Linked DNA regions of Hordeum vulgare: region 1 is linked to region 2. The links are chromatin contacts, called in public Hi-C maps. All regions are on one chromosome and are shown on one strand. Each heading gives the region's core, a stretch centred on a gene start, on an enhancer-like site or on the middle of the called end of the contact. The rest is flanking DNA. Distances are from core to core; before and after follow the strand shown. Region 1 holds the start of LOC123413528 (glycosyltransferase BC10-like). Region 2 overlaps LOC123413431 (V-type proton ATPase catalytic subunit A).

Evidence for each region. A called contact is a pair of places that touch in the nucleus more often than the background predicts.
Region 1: a contact with region 2 is called in a Hi-C map of leaf, with 2.2 times the contacts expected there. The contact joins the promoter of LOC123413528 here to the enhancer-like site in region 2. A contact is called at or near these places in 4 of 6 Hi-C or Micro-C datasets (leaf and seedling) and 1 of 1 datasets of contacts at active chromatin or transcription factors (embryo).

The regions. Positions count from the first base shown.
Region 1 is chr7H:601,832,627-601,839,276 of MorexV3_pseudomolecules_assembly, reverse strand. It overlaps LOC123413528 (glycosyltransferase BC10-like), which reads right to left and starts at 4,954. Exons shown (of 11, transcript XM_045106466.1): 1 at 4,758-4,954; 2 at 3,470-3,957; 3 at 2,921-3,019; 4 at 2,177-2,277; 5 at 2,023-2,094; 6 at 1,742-1,832; 7 at 1,280-1,360; 8 at 717-773; 9 at 506-628; 10 at 357-395; 11 at 1-179. The coding sequence starts at 3,814. The coding sequence ends at 51.
Region 2 is chr7H:601,774,541-601,781,173 of MorexV3_pseudomolecules_assembly, reverse strand. It overlaps LOC123413431 (V-type proton ATPase catalytic subunit A), which reads right to left. Exons shown (of 19, transcript XM_045106366.1): 13 at 6,332-6,526; 14 at 6,148-6,234; 15 at 5,953-6,057; 16 at 5,524-5,621; 17 at 5,359-5,437; 18 at 3,964-4,052; 19 at 3,396-3,854. The coding sequence ends at 3,740. Among protein-coding and RNA genes, the nearest start is that of LOC123414449, 4.6 kb to the left of the region's middle. Within about 2 kb of position 3,318, at least 1 of the 3 cell types and tissues checked has open chromatin away from gene starts, as enhancers often do. A contact at or near this core is called in leaf, where this site is marked.

The DNA of each region.
Region 1 (6,650 bases), core at 3,705-6,204, 56 kb before region 2:
ATGCTCATGTACTTGAACCATGTGTTGAGGTGCAAAGAATCATGTTGAAGTCAAACAGACGTGTAACTGGTGAATATCTTCAGTAAGCTGTCGAGTGTTTCGGGGTAAAATTTCCTAGCAAAAAGATAGCATGGACTCTTTGATCCGTTCCACAAACATGGCTTCTGTGTCACAACTTTCTGTAAAGAGGATAGAAATCGGAAATCAGATAATCAGGAAAGTATTGCAATACAAACCATTTTTAATATGTAATCAATGGAAAAGTAATCGGGCAAGATCTAGAAGAAAAGAATATTTATTTATTTATTTATTGTTCTTTGACGGTCAAAAATTGATGACGAAATTATTGCCCATACCTTGTCATCACTTGTTACATGGATGGTCTCATCAACGGCCTGTGTGACGGTAATGTACATTAGAATACATCAATGTAAGGGTTATGCACTAAATAGAAGAACATGTAAAGATCATCTCAGGAAAGAAGTCAAGCAAGGCAAAAACATACTGTTATATTCTTTAGTAGATCATAGCTAACATCAGCGGCTGCGTATGACCTTGGATGCCATTTCCCCTCGGACCAATCCACATGTGTAACCGACCAATTAGCTATTCCACCTGGATCTACCATCTGATGTTTCGTAGAAGGACTTGTTAGTTAGCAAGTAACTCAAGGAAAAAAGATGTAAATGCAACTTCCATAGATTGTAGATACTGACATTGAATAGGGTTGGCAAATAATGCTCGTCAGCAATACAGTTGCGCCCATCTGCTGGCTGCAAATCACATGATATAGATAAATTACTTCCCAAAAAGCGACTTAACAGAAAAATGTCAGAGAAAACTAGAAAAGTGGAGAACTCCAGTATTGGTTGAGACTTCAGGAATGATTACTACCAAACAAGCACATAACTTAAATGAATCCAAGACAATTTATTCCACACAAGAAACATATGAAGTTCCCTTGCTGATTATGCTTATTAGAAGATTTTATCTGTTGCTAAGGAAAGAAAAAAAAACTTTGCAATAGAGTTTGCACATTGATTTTCTGATGTTCATGGAAGTGGTTATCAAAACTATTCTTCAGTTCATTATTTGCCAATTAGAGGTAACTACAGAATTCTGAATTTCTGTACTCCAGTTTCGTGACAACTCTGGCCTTTATATTAAAACATATATGCAGAGTTGAATACATCTAACACTGTATGTGTATTACCTATTAAAATATCTGGTATATCTCCAATCTATTAACCAAAGATAGCAGTCTAGAAAAGAAACACACCTTGCAATATAGCTTGAACTTCTTGTAGTAAAGGTTGTCCGCCAGAATCAGTAAAGCATGTCTTCGCGTGATTGCAAACCACTATAACAAGAGAAACAATTACACAAGAGAGAGCATGTGAGATTGGATTCTGATACTCAATAACCGATTTCTCAACAAGTCAGCTTTGTACCATGGAGAGACTGAAAACAAATAATATACAACTAAAATAACAAACGGTGGACCCACAAGTACTATACTGCCTCCATTTCAAAATACAAGGTGTGGTTATGAAATCACAATCATATGAAAGTGCTTTTGAATACGGATCTGATGATGTCTATGTTTCGTACAATAAACTACATATTATCGAGTTAATCGTTGGTTAAAGCATGAATTTGGAATGGATGGAATATAATATAGCAAACTAATACCATCGCAATAACAACAACAATAAGGAAACAACTTCACAAAAATATGTACCTGGGCACCCTTTCTGAAGTCTCTCTCCTCTATTTCAGGAAGCATCTCAAGAGAATACCTTCCATTTCCATGTGGACCAGGATCCTGGAAACTACAAAATGGCAATAAATGCGGACGAAAATCAACATGCATGGACATGGACATCTAAAAGTGATAGAACAATGTATAAACTAATAAACAACGTCCTTGTGATATTGGCCAGTGCCACTTGTTTCACTAATTCCCCTTTACTTCCCTTATTTTTCAAAATGGTAATGAAATACAAGTTCCAGTACTCTTACCAATCAATGAAACTAATGTTTGTTCCCATCAGGTAATTAAAGACGTAGTCGAATGAATGAAGAGGAACACAGCTGCGAGAGATAGTAAATACTGATTTCAGTACGGTGAAATAATCTCTAAAGAAGGAAATCATTCATAATCAAGAATTCAGACCTATCAGAAAGCAAGACAAAAAATTGATTATCAGCGTCTTCCAGCGCATTTGCTAATAGCCTCTTCTCTGCATCTATCATTGAAATCTTTCCCCATACAACCTGCAAAGCAAATACATACTCTGCTCAATTTTGACAAGCACAAACATGCAACATCAAACCTATGTTATAATTGTTAGAAATAAACCTAAACAACATGTAATGCACAAAGCTCCTCAATTTGCAAAATTAGTAGACTAAGATTTTTCAGCATCTCAATCCAAACTGCTAATAGTGGTCTTTAGAAGTCAGAAGATCTATATCTCATGATACTAAGACTGGCCTTGAGGATACAAGCAATGCAACACACTACTTCTCCAAAGAACCCATATTTCTGGCATAGCATGCCATGGGAAATTGGGAATGATATGATACTAGCACTCTTTAATGCAAGCGATCTTGGTCAAGTTATGTTCTCAAGTCTCAACTATATCAATATGAGCTCACTGTTTAACCATTGCTCATTGCTCCTTCCATGGAGTGAACGCATTAATGAAAACAAAAGTTTCAGATGGCATCAATATCAATCAGTTGAGTCACTAACATATTCTTCATTCATTGAGAGGGAGAATTTTCTTCGGAACATAAGCTTTAAAGATATAACAGAGAAATTGTACTTGAGAAATCTCCTCAGTGAAAGCACATCGTTTATGTAAAACACACATGCAAATTTACGAAGAACTGAAGGACAAATGAGAATTGTTACCGCATCACTATGAATATCTCTGCCAACAAAGAGAGAACTAGAATGCACCGGCTTCTGACGCGACGCGTGCACATAGATGGAGTATCTTCCCTCATGACCCTGTGTATCAAAGTGATTTTGTTTTAGGTTCACATGAATTATATAAACAATAGACAACATTACTTCATGTAGACATGCAGATACAGTTAGTAGCATGGAGGTACGAGATTATAGTGAAAAGTGCATGATAGCATGATAGCATTATTGACTTGGTCAAGAGGATCACTTATAATTCACTTATATATGCAGATAAAGTATATCTTCATGCCAACCGTTCAAAAATGAATGCTGGCGTGAAGCTAACATATCTGAACTGTATGCATTTATTACTGAAAATAATGGTCAAGTGCTAGATTGTTTCTCAGCGACCCAAATAGTTCTATTTGTATAATAACTGGAAAATATTTGATGATACCCTGGCACCATCTCAGTTAATGAAAACCCAAAGAAACCTTAATTGAACTATACTCCTTAAAATTGCACAAGGACAAGAGGTGAAATCAGGCAAACCTGCAAAAACTTTTCCCACAGTTTCTCAAAGGGCAATGAGCCAGGCGTCAAGAACATAAAAGCAATCTTTGGACTCTTGGACGTGGACATGGGCATTCCAAGGATATCCCTGATAACAGCGGCTGAGATGACCTCGTCATCGGTCCGCTCCCGGCGGCCGATGGACGGGAGCCAGTCCTTGAAAGGTGTACAAACGCTGGAAGCGGAGAGGTAGCACTGCGAGTAGTGCCGCGGCGGGTACACGTACGCCCCGATCAGCACGACGCAGACGAGGCACAAGAGCACGATTATCCACATGGGTCTCTTGGCCGCGGGCCGATGGCGCGCAGGTGGCATGACAGTCATGTCCTTGCTGCCCCACAGCCCCCACTGCCAATCTCTAGGTACTCTCAGCTCCTCACCATCTTTGGATCATCTGAAAGCTCGGGTTATTTTTCGGTGGGAAGGCCGCTGCTACACCACAGGCAGCTGTCTCGTCACCCCTTCCCCTGCATTTACAACACACAAGGTAAGCACAGCGCTGACGCAAGAGATCGTGATGAAGTAGTAACAATCTAGCCAGCTCAACGGCGATCTAGGCAGAACCGGGGTCCTGCAGGCCAGCAGCACCCCGGCTACCTGACGGCTGCTCTAGCACTGCACCGCAAATTCCAATGCGCGCGCGCGCGTACACGTGATTCAGATATGGCAAGTGGTGAGACGACCCAGCGAAAGCAAAAGAAATACAGCACCGCTCCGCTAGAGGCTACGCTGAGCTCCCGGAAGCGGAAGGCGCTGCCTGCCTTCCCGAGCCGGGCGCGCGATTGGCCCGGGGTTGGGTAGGTGATCCACCAGTCCAAATCAGGCGAATTCCACCACACGCGAGAGAGAAGGGGGAAAAAGGCAGGGAGCGCGGGTCGAGTCCACCACGGCGGCGGCTGGGGAGGGAAAAAGTCAAACTCTGACCGAATCGCCGCCCGATCCCCGCTGGCCGCGCCGCCGCCGCATTTGGAGCTCGATCCAAAACAAACCGGTCCCCCCCGGCCGGCCACCCCGCGCGCCCGCCCAACGGAAACGCGCGGGCGCGGAACCCAACTGAAGTCGCTCCCCGCGCAGCTCGCGCAAAAAGTCAAAGTCTTGGAGGGCACGGCGGCGGCAGCAGCGTGGTGGGAAACCAAGCGCAACGAGACGCGCGGGGCCGGACGGCCGGCGACCAAGCCCAATGCGCGGAGCGGAGCAGAGCAGAGCAGGCGCGCGGCGGGGGGAGGGGAGGCGGGCCGGCCGGCGGGTACGGAGAGGGGGAGCTTACCGCGTGTACGAGCTCGGCGGCGGGCGGGCGGCGGATCTGGGGCTGGCGGCGCGGCGATGGGATCGGGTGGGCTGGCTGGGAGGGGCGGGCAGCAGGGGTGGAGGTGGAGTCGTGGAGATGAGGAGGAGGCGAGGGGGGGAGGAGAGAGATATATAAATCAGGGGATTAAGTAGTACGAGTATAGTAAGCTGGAAGCGGCACTAATTGTAAACATGTGATGCGATGAGTTAATACTACTACTGCCCGGAGCTTTCCACCGGCTTTCCTTTCCTTGCCTGCCTTGCTTGCTTCCAAATGGACGCAATGGTCTCTCTCTGCGCCTGGAGGCCGGCGTGTGGTTTTTCGCGACCCCGCCCCTCAGCTTCCGTTTTCTTGCGTCGCAGCGCGTCCATCTGCAATTTTATTACTCGTATCTACTTCGTATTTATTTAGTTCTATTTCATTAGTTTATTTTCTGATTATTTTTTATAATTAAAAGAAATGTTATGCAGGGGAGATGGCCGACATAATATCATTTGGGCCGGCGTGTTGGTCTCCCACCCATTGTCGGTTTTCGTTCATCGATCCAGGTGGCATCAGGCTCCACGCGTGCTCGTTTCGAATTTTCGATGAAAGGCGATGTAGGGGGGGGGGAGGGGGGCAAGCACTCGAGATTCTAAATTTAGGTTTCTTCGGTCCTTTTGTACCGTCTCTTGTGAGGTAACGGGATTCGGCATCTCTCCTCTTACGATCGAAACTCTTTATAACTGATAGAACTTGGCGGCCCCTCCATTGGCATTGAGAGGGGGGGGGGAAGACAAATGTTTCTATTTGAAGTTATCTGGTCCTACCGATATCCCTTGGATAAATACCAAGAGCAAGATTATTAGTTAGCTCCCCCGAAAAAATGGCTCTTGGGATATAACTTTTCGAACAAATGTAATACATGGTTTCACAAGCCATAGAGCGCAACAAATTTGTTATCGGTATTTTAAAAAACATGTAGATCAACACAAGGTTTGCTTACCATAGCGCAATAATCCAAGCTTGCAAATGTAGGTTGGGAAAACAACAAAAAAGAGAAGTTCGGTGGTGAATTATGGGCAAATGTTTGTTCATAAAGGATGCTACTATTCAGATTATGCAAAGGGAGATGATCTAGTGGTTCAAGGCTTAGCATTGGAACTCCACTTCTCGTAAGAGAGTTGATATCATGACATTGTACATGTCCTTCTCACAACGATTGTCCTTGCCCTCAAGCTTCTAGATTTGGGTTTCAACGGTCTCGTGTACCGCCCCTTCTGATTAATGGAATTCAACAGCTAACCTTGTGACATTAAGAATAAATAGAGTTGGGGTTTCTTGAAGTACTCGGTCGTACCAATAGCATGAGCATATATAGATACAAAGACTAAGAACAATAGTTTCTTGCAAGAAAAGAAAAAGGCCAAGAACATTAGTTCTCACCAAATATGGCTTTAGAACATGTCGTAGTTGATTCGAGCTCATTAGCTAGTAAAATCGAAACAAAACTGAAACTTCTTTTACATGAAAGATGAATAAATTATCTATGTGCCTGCAAAGTTTCATGACCATAGGGCAGCAGGGGAGCTTGGGATATATAAAATAAAATTAGTGCTTCAAAGCTGAAAATTTCAAACATTTTCTCAAAGCATTATTTTTTTGTCCATAACTCTCAAGGCCCAACAAGAAAGCAACACGGACTTATGAGAAGTTTCGAGCCCTATGCCCATAAAAGACTAGCCTGGCAGGAGGGGATCACCGACTTATGAAAGGCCTTGGCCTTCTTCCCCTAAAATGACTAGTCTGATAGAAAGAGACACCGCGTCTTTATAAATCATGTTATGTCTCCTAATACAATCAATGTGAGATTAAACCCAACACTCCCAATGC
Region 2 (6,633 bases), core at 2,069-4,568:
GATGGGTGTGCATGTGCATGCACAACATCCTCAGCCGAGAACGAACCAAAGTGGCTTCCGGCTCAGCTGTTCCACTAGCAGGCAGGCAAGCGTCCAAGCAGGCAGGGATGTGACCAGAGACAAAGCCGGGTCAGGCTGGCCTGGTCGGTGGGTGGATCCTTCAGACCTTCGCTGCTGCTGCTCCTCCTCCCAATCCGTCCATCCATTCATCCATCCATCCATGATCCGTCTTCGCTTTCTCCCAACAAACCATCCATCTGCGTCCAAAACGGTCTCCCCCGGACGGTTGAATTCAAGCCATGGTGAATCACCACCGTGCCGTTTCTACCACGCACCATGATTAACTTTGTGTTATATACTGTATTAATTAACATCTGCCGATAAATGCTGACTTTTATGCTAGTGACCTTTCTGACTACTTTGTTGTGTCTGTTTACAAAAAGAAAAATGATATTTCTTGTGACAGCACATGTCAACGTAATCCTTTTTGCAAACGTTAAGGGTTTACACGAATCTCAACGGTTACCTAAAAAAAGCATGGCGTGGCGGTTTTCCTGTTTAAGACGGATTTGCGTCGACGATATGGTGACTTTGGCACTGGATTAGATTGGATCAGCGACGGTGACGAGTGTGCGGGATTCCTTCCGATGGCTCTCGCGGTTTGGCGAAGTGGGGTGGCAGCCGTCCTCCCAGACTCCAGTGGTGGCACACGGCTTTCACGATGGCAGTGTTGTTGTGGATGGTCGCCGGATGTGGGTGGCCAGATCTGGGGCTTTGAAGGTGGTCTGGACGATGCATATGGTGTCGGTTGGATGTTCATGGGACAGATCCGGGTGAAAACCTGGTCTCCGATCGATGGCCGGAGCTGATGATGGTGACGCCCTCGGCGTCGTTTTCTTCTTGAAGGCACCATCAAGGTGAAGCTCCCAACTCCTTCCGCTGCCTTCAGGGAAAACCCAAGATCAGTCGGATGACGGCGACACATTTGTGTCATTCCCTCCCATTGGGACGTCATTCTTGAAGGTGTGCATTGGCTTGAGGGACTCGTGGACGGTTCCAGTGATGGAGCGGCATTCCGTGTAACGCATCGATGACGTGGAGTCTTGGCGGCAGGGCTCGGCGTCGGATGTGTGATGACGAACGCGTGCGGGGAGGAGGCGTTGTCTGGCGTCGTGGGAGCGTCGACGACAATCCTGGCAAGGTTGATGCTCAGTACCTGCTCCGAAGAAGGATCAATGGAAGTTGGCTGCGACGATATATGAGAGTGCATCGGACCGTTTGCGACTTTGCGTCCCAAACCCATTATGTGGCTTGGTTGGGCATCCGGTTTTAAATGTTAGTCATTTGTGTGATGTCCGTTTGGTATTAGGCTCAGACTATCAACATCCCTTCATCAAGTTGATAATAGTAGCAACATATGTTTCTAAGATGATGACTTCAAACTTTGTGGTGTATTACTTTATAACGTCTTTACGAATAATTAATAAAATGGTTGCATGCATCTTCCAGGCCGGGGTAATCCTTCTTTTAAAAAAAATCTAAAAAGACATACTAGCATGCAGATCAAGAGTACTGAACATACTTCATTGAATAAAAGCAACTTAGATATGATTAATATCGATGAAGATAAAAGCCCAATAAGAATAACAACTAGACGTAAAACGATTAATGAAGTAAGATTAGATTAAAAAACGCATTAGTCTTTCTATTTCTCCGATTGTACACCGTCCGGCAGAGATTGAAAACTCCACTGACCAAACAACAAATGAGAAACGACACCAAACGTCCTTGCTATGTCTGACTTTCAAGACCGCAATAGTCACTCGTTCATGAAGACGAGATCTATAAATTGTTGAAGCGGCATCGGGAGCATAACCCCACGCAGAACAGGTTTGCAATTCATTATCACCAGTTGTGAGTGTTAAAAAACCAGGTCAAGCCACAAAACAACACAAAAGAAGATGTCGATATCGTCAAAGAAGCAAAAACCTAAGAAAATTTAAATTAGGCTGAGGAAAAGGAGGACTGATATCGTCAAAGAAGCAAAAACCTAAGAGCATCTCCAACAGCCGCGCTTCGCGCCGCGCCTAAAAAATGTATTTACAGCGCGCGCGCTGGCTGGTTTAGCGCAGGGATAGGCGCTGGCTCCAACAGCCGCGCTATAATGCAGCGCGCGCGCCGCTCCAGCAGTGCCCAAAAATGCAGCACGCGCACAACATTTTTTAAAAGTAGATTGCATTAAATAAAAAGGATACAAAGTTATTTTAGATAGATTGTAACTAGATAGGTAGTTCGAAAACATAGATAGATAGTTCGGTGCTAGATAGTTCGGAAACAAAAAAACTAATCCTAGTCGCTCCAGTCATCTGTACCATCATCATCGTCGTTGGTGTCGTCAGAGGTTGACAGCCAGATGTCAAACCAACGCTCATCTTCTTCAGTGAAGAAGGACCTCCCGCCTGCATTGACGAGGTCGGCCTGCGCACACGTCAATGCCTTCCGACGACGCCTGTCCAACCGCTCCTCGCGGCGCCGGCGCGTGTCCTCCTCGCGGCGTCCTGCCCAATATTCCTACTCGTAGGCGACGTCCTCTGGGTGGCGCCGGCGCCACTCCGCCATGACCCGCTCGTCCTCCTGGGCGACGAGGAGGCGGCGCTGCAGCGCAGTGTGCTCCGCACGGTCTTGTGCGGAGTTTAGACGAGGCGGCGGGGCGAGGTCTAACGCCTGCTGGAGCGTGTGGACGTCCGGAAAGTTCATTTAGAGACGCGGCCTGCCTAGGCGCCACGCCGCCGCGTCGAACGCCCGGGCGGCCTCGTGCGCCGTGTCGTAGGTTCCGAGGCTAAGCCGGAGATCGCCGGAGCGTATCTCGGCGTAGAACCCGCCGTTGGGGCACTGGCGGACGCCGCGGTAGCCCGACGCAGAACGGCGGCGCGGCGCGCTGGAGCGGTGGCGGCGCTGTGGGGCGGCGGGCGGCGGCGGCGTCGCGAGAGGCAGAGGAAGAGAGAGCGCAGAACGATGGCGCGAGGGAGCGGCGCGCGAGCTGCCGCCTTTTCGCGCGCGCGCAAGCGGTTCCCGCGCGCGGTTTTCCCGTCACCGCTCTGTTGGAGATGCTCTAAGAAAATTTAAATTAGGGTGAGGAAGAGGAGCACTGAGGCGGCGGCTGAGTTGGTTACTAGGTTCATTGCCGTACAATATTCATAATCACACATCAACGTACTATATTACCATTTTTTCTTTGAATGGTTCACTTGTAATCTCCACCTTCAATTTGCATCGAATCCGTACAACCTCTAGTGGGGTACTGGACCACTGGGGTGTACATAAGCAAAGTTCTTTTGCAGATAATGTTACCAATCGAGAGGCCTGAAATAGTACTGTAAATCACAATGGAAGAATACTGGCAAAAATAAATATGAATATAGACATTATTGATGTTCAAGTAGATGGACATCGTGCTTATTCCACTATGAACATGTCCACCGGTGTTCAATCTTCTTACAACAAATAATGGTACACATGGGGAAAAATAATGGCTTGCATCCTGGCGCTGGAGACCAAATAATGTAAAATCCTGAAAAAACAAGGCTGTCTGTCTGTCGCAAAAAAAGGGGATCCTGAAACGTAATTCGCATCTACACAAACTCCGGTGAAGCAAAAGCAAATTGCTCGCAAGTCGTTCACAGCATTTGGTGCTCCTTATTGTTTACACGGTGGCCATACACAACGTTTCTTCTTTCTTTTACCTAGCCTCGTCTTCTAGGTTGCGGAACCCGGCGGTAAGGTCGTCGTATAACTTCTGGAATTTCGCGACAAGGACGTCTTCGCCTTCTGCGGGGTCTTCGAACTTTTGGGATCTGTCAAGTACAAAAAACAAAGTATAAGTATTTCTTGTTCTCACTAAATATTTATTAAATAGGGACGATACAAATAAGTATCAATTTGAATATAGACTGGAATACTTACACAAGGCGGTAAAATAGATCACCCATGCGACTCTTTACGACGGCGTAGGTTATCTTGTGTCCATCAGCATTGGCTGCTCGCTCCACAGCCTGCAAAACAAGCATACACATATTAAGATTAAGAAGCAAACTTTTACATGTTTGCATATTTCCTTTATGATGATGGAAATAACTCCACCACTTGTACTAATAAAAGAAACTTGGTTCCAGTAAATGAAAATAGTTTACGTAAGAGATGAGTCTATAAATACTTCATATGTCAGCTGTACAATAAGCGCCTATCACCATTCATTTTCTCAAAACATCCAGGTCTTTTTGACTGGCTACTTTATTTCCTTTTCATGCACTATGCACCTTTATAGAATGGATTTAGTTTAAGTAGAATGGATTTAGTTTAAGTTCCATCTCATTGCCAGGCTAGCCGATGCTAATATTCTACTCCCTCCGTAAACAAACATAAGAGTGTTTAGATCACTAAAACAGTGATCTAAACGCTCTTATATTTCTTTACAGAGGGAGTACTTGAGTAAGGGCTGTTTGGTTCCTAGCCAAAACCCCAAATTAGGCAAGTTTGACCAAGTTAGGTGGTTGTTTGATTTTATAGCCACACCTAAGGCGAGATTCTTTTTGTAAGAAACAAGTCCCACGTGTCAATATACACAAAGAGTGGCAAGATTCCGTAAGGCAAGCCAAAGCGTGGCAAAGTTAACCACGAACCAAACAGGCACTCAGTTACATCTAAACCTAAATGTTTGTGCTATTACCAAAAATGTATATTCTTCTAAAAAACAAAAATGTACATATTTTAGTCCAAAGTTGCCTAACTATAACCCAGGCCTGCTCATCAAGTTATAATCACTGCCACAGCTCTGACACGGAGTGTTAGCATGATGAGGGCACATCAAAGCTCAAATCGGTGAGGCATGGAAGTAAACTCAAACAGACCAGAGGTTGATGTCAATGATTTTTTGATCATTAAGAAAATTGCAACTAAATTTCACTTTAACCTGGGATTTGTGCAAGTGGCTTCTGGTGCTAAACAACTGGGGTACTGGGTAAAGTGTAACTAACGGTACCCTTTTTAGGCCTACTTGATATAACCCATGTACTAAAATAGATACTGACGTGGGATTAAGGACAGAATAAAGCATGATATAATAATTGTTACTGGGACCATTGAACACCAAGAATTAACCATTTCCGCAATAATCCCGTTGATCAAGATTCGGTAAAATAAAACTTTAGATGAAAAAGGAAACCTTCCCAATGGAACCAAATCAAACTTTAGACGAAAAGGGCAACCTTCCTAACTCCATACTTTCATGTTGAAACATCTAATCTGATTGTGCAAATCTTAAGCTGTAGGGACAAAAAAGGTCACAGAAAGTGGGATTACCTGATTCGCTAATTGATTGAAATGAATAATGTTGCGCATCATCCAAACAGATTTGTAGAATGGACAATACTTGTCGTATCTGTTACAGCAGATTTTCATGATCAGAGTTGAGATGGTTATGCAGCTAGAAGGTATCCATAAAAATCAGACTAGGGTATCACTCACGGGGTAAAAGCGTTCTGTGCCAAATAATCTTCCCTCAGAAGTTTGGCTGTCTCCAACGTAATCTTGTCAGATTCTCCCAGTGCATCTTTACCAACAAGCTGACAAATTGAAAAATATTAGTCCAGTGATGATGTGCATGTGTCAGCAACTGCATTCCGCAAACCACAAAAGCACCAATCTGTTCTCTCCATATATGGAACTCTTCAGAATATATAATAACATTAAAGTACAGATTGGAGAGCTTAAGCAATTCATCGTCTACTAAAAACATGATTAAGTGTAAATAAAAAATAAACCAGGAAACAAAAGCACTAATTTTTAAGAGTTTCAACCGTTGCTCATATGATAAATTCAAAATAACAAAGCAAGCCAACAAATTTGGGAATGGATCCTCAGCAACAAAGTGAGAGACAAGGTGGACATAAATACCTGGACAATTTCATTTAGATCATCCTCTCTCTGCAACACTTCACGTGCTTTTGTTCTCATGTCAATAAAGCCAGGGTCAAACTTTTCATAGTATCCTTCCAAAGCCTAGTGCAGAAGATAGCGCGTTAGTATAAGTGTATAACAGAGTGCACTAATATTACTTGCATCGAAATTCTGGGCAAGTTAGAGAATAACCGTGGAGTATTTTGAGTAAGAAATGAGCCAATTAACAGATGGGAAATGCTTTCTTTGAGCCAGTTTCTTATCCAGTCCCCAGAAGACCTGCAATTCAGAGCAGTTAATTAGTACCTGATAGTAAAGCAATGGAAATTCTGCAGGTGTGACTACCTAAAGGTTCGTAACCGAACAGTTTCCTTACCTGCACAATACTGAGGGTTGCAGAGGTAACAGGATCTGAAAAATCTCCTCCAGGAGGAGAGACGGCGCCAACAATTGTGACACTGCCTGTCCGGTCTGGACTGCCAAGACATTGCACCTTCCCGGCACGTTCATAGAAGGATGCCAACCGTGAAGCCAAATACGCAGGGTAACCACTATCCGCAGGCATTTCAGCCTATAGCATATTGAGCACAGCATTAGTTCAAAAATCACATTAGTATGCAAGTATAACTGTAATCAACGCGTATGTGCAAGAGTAACTTTTAACTCAAGAATTCACTA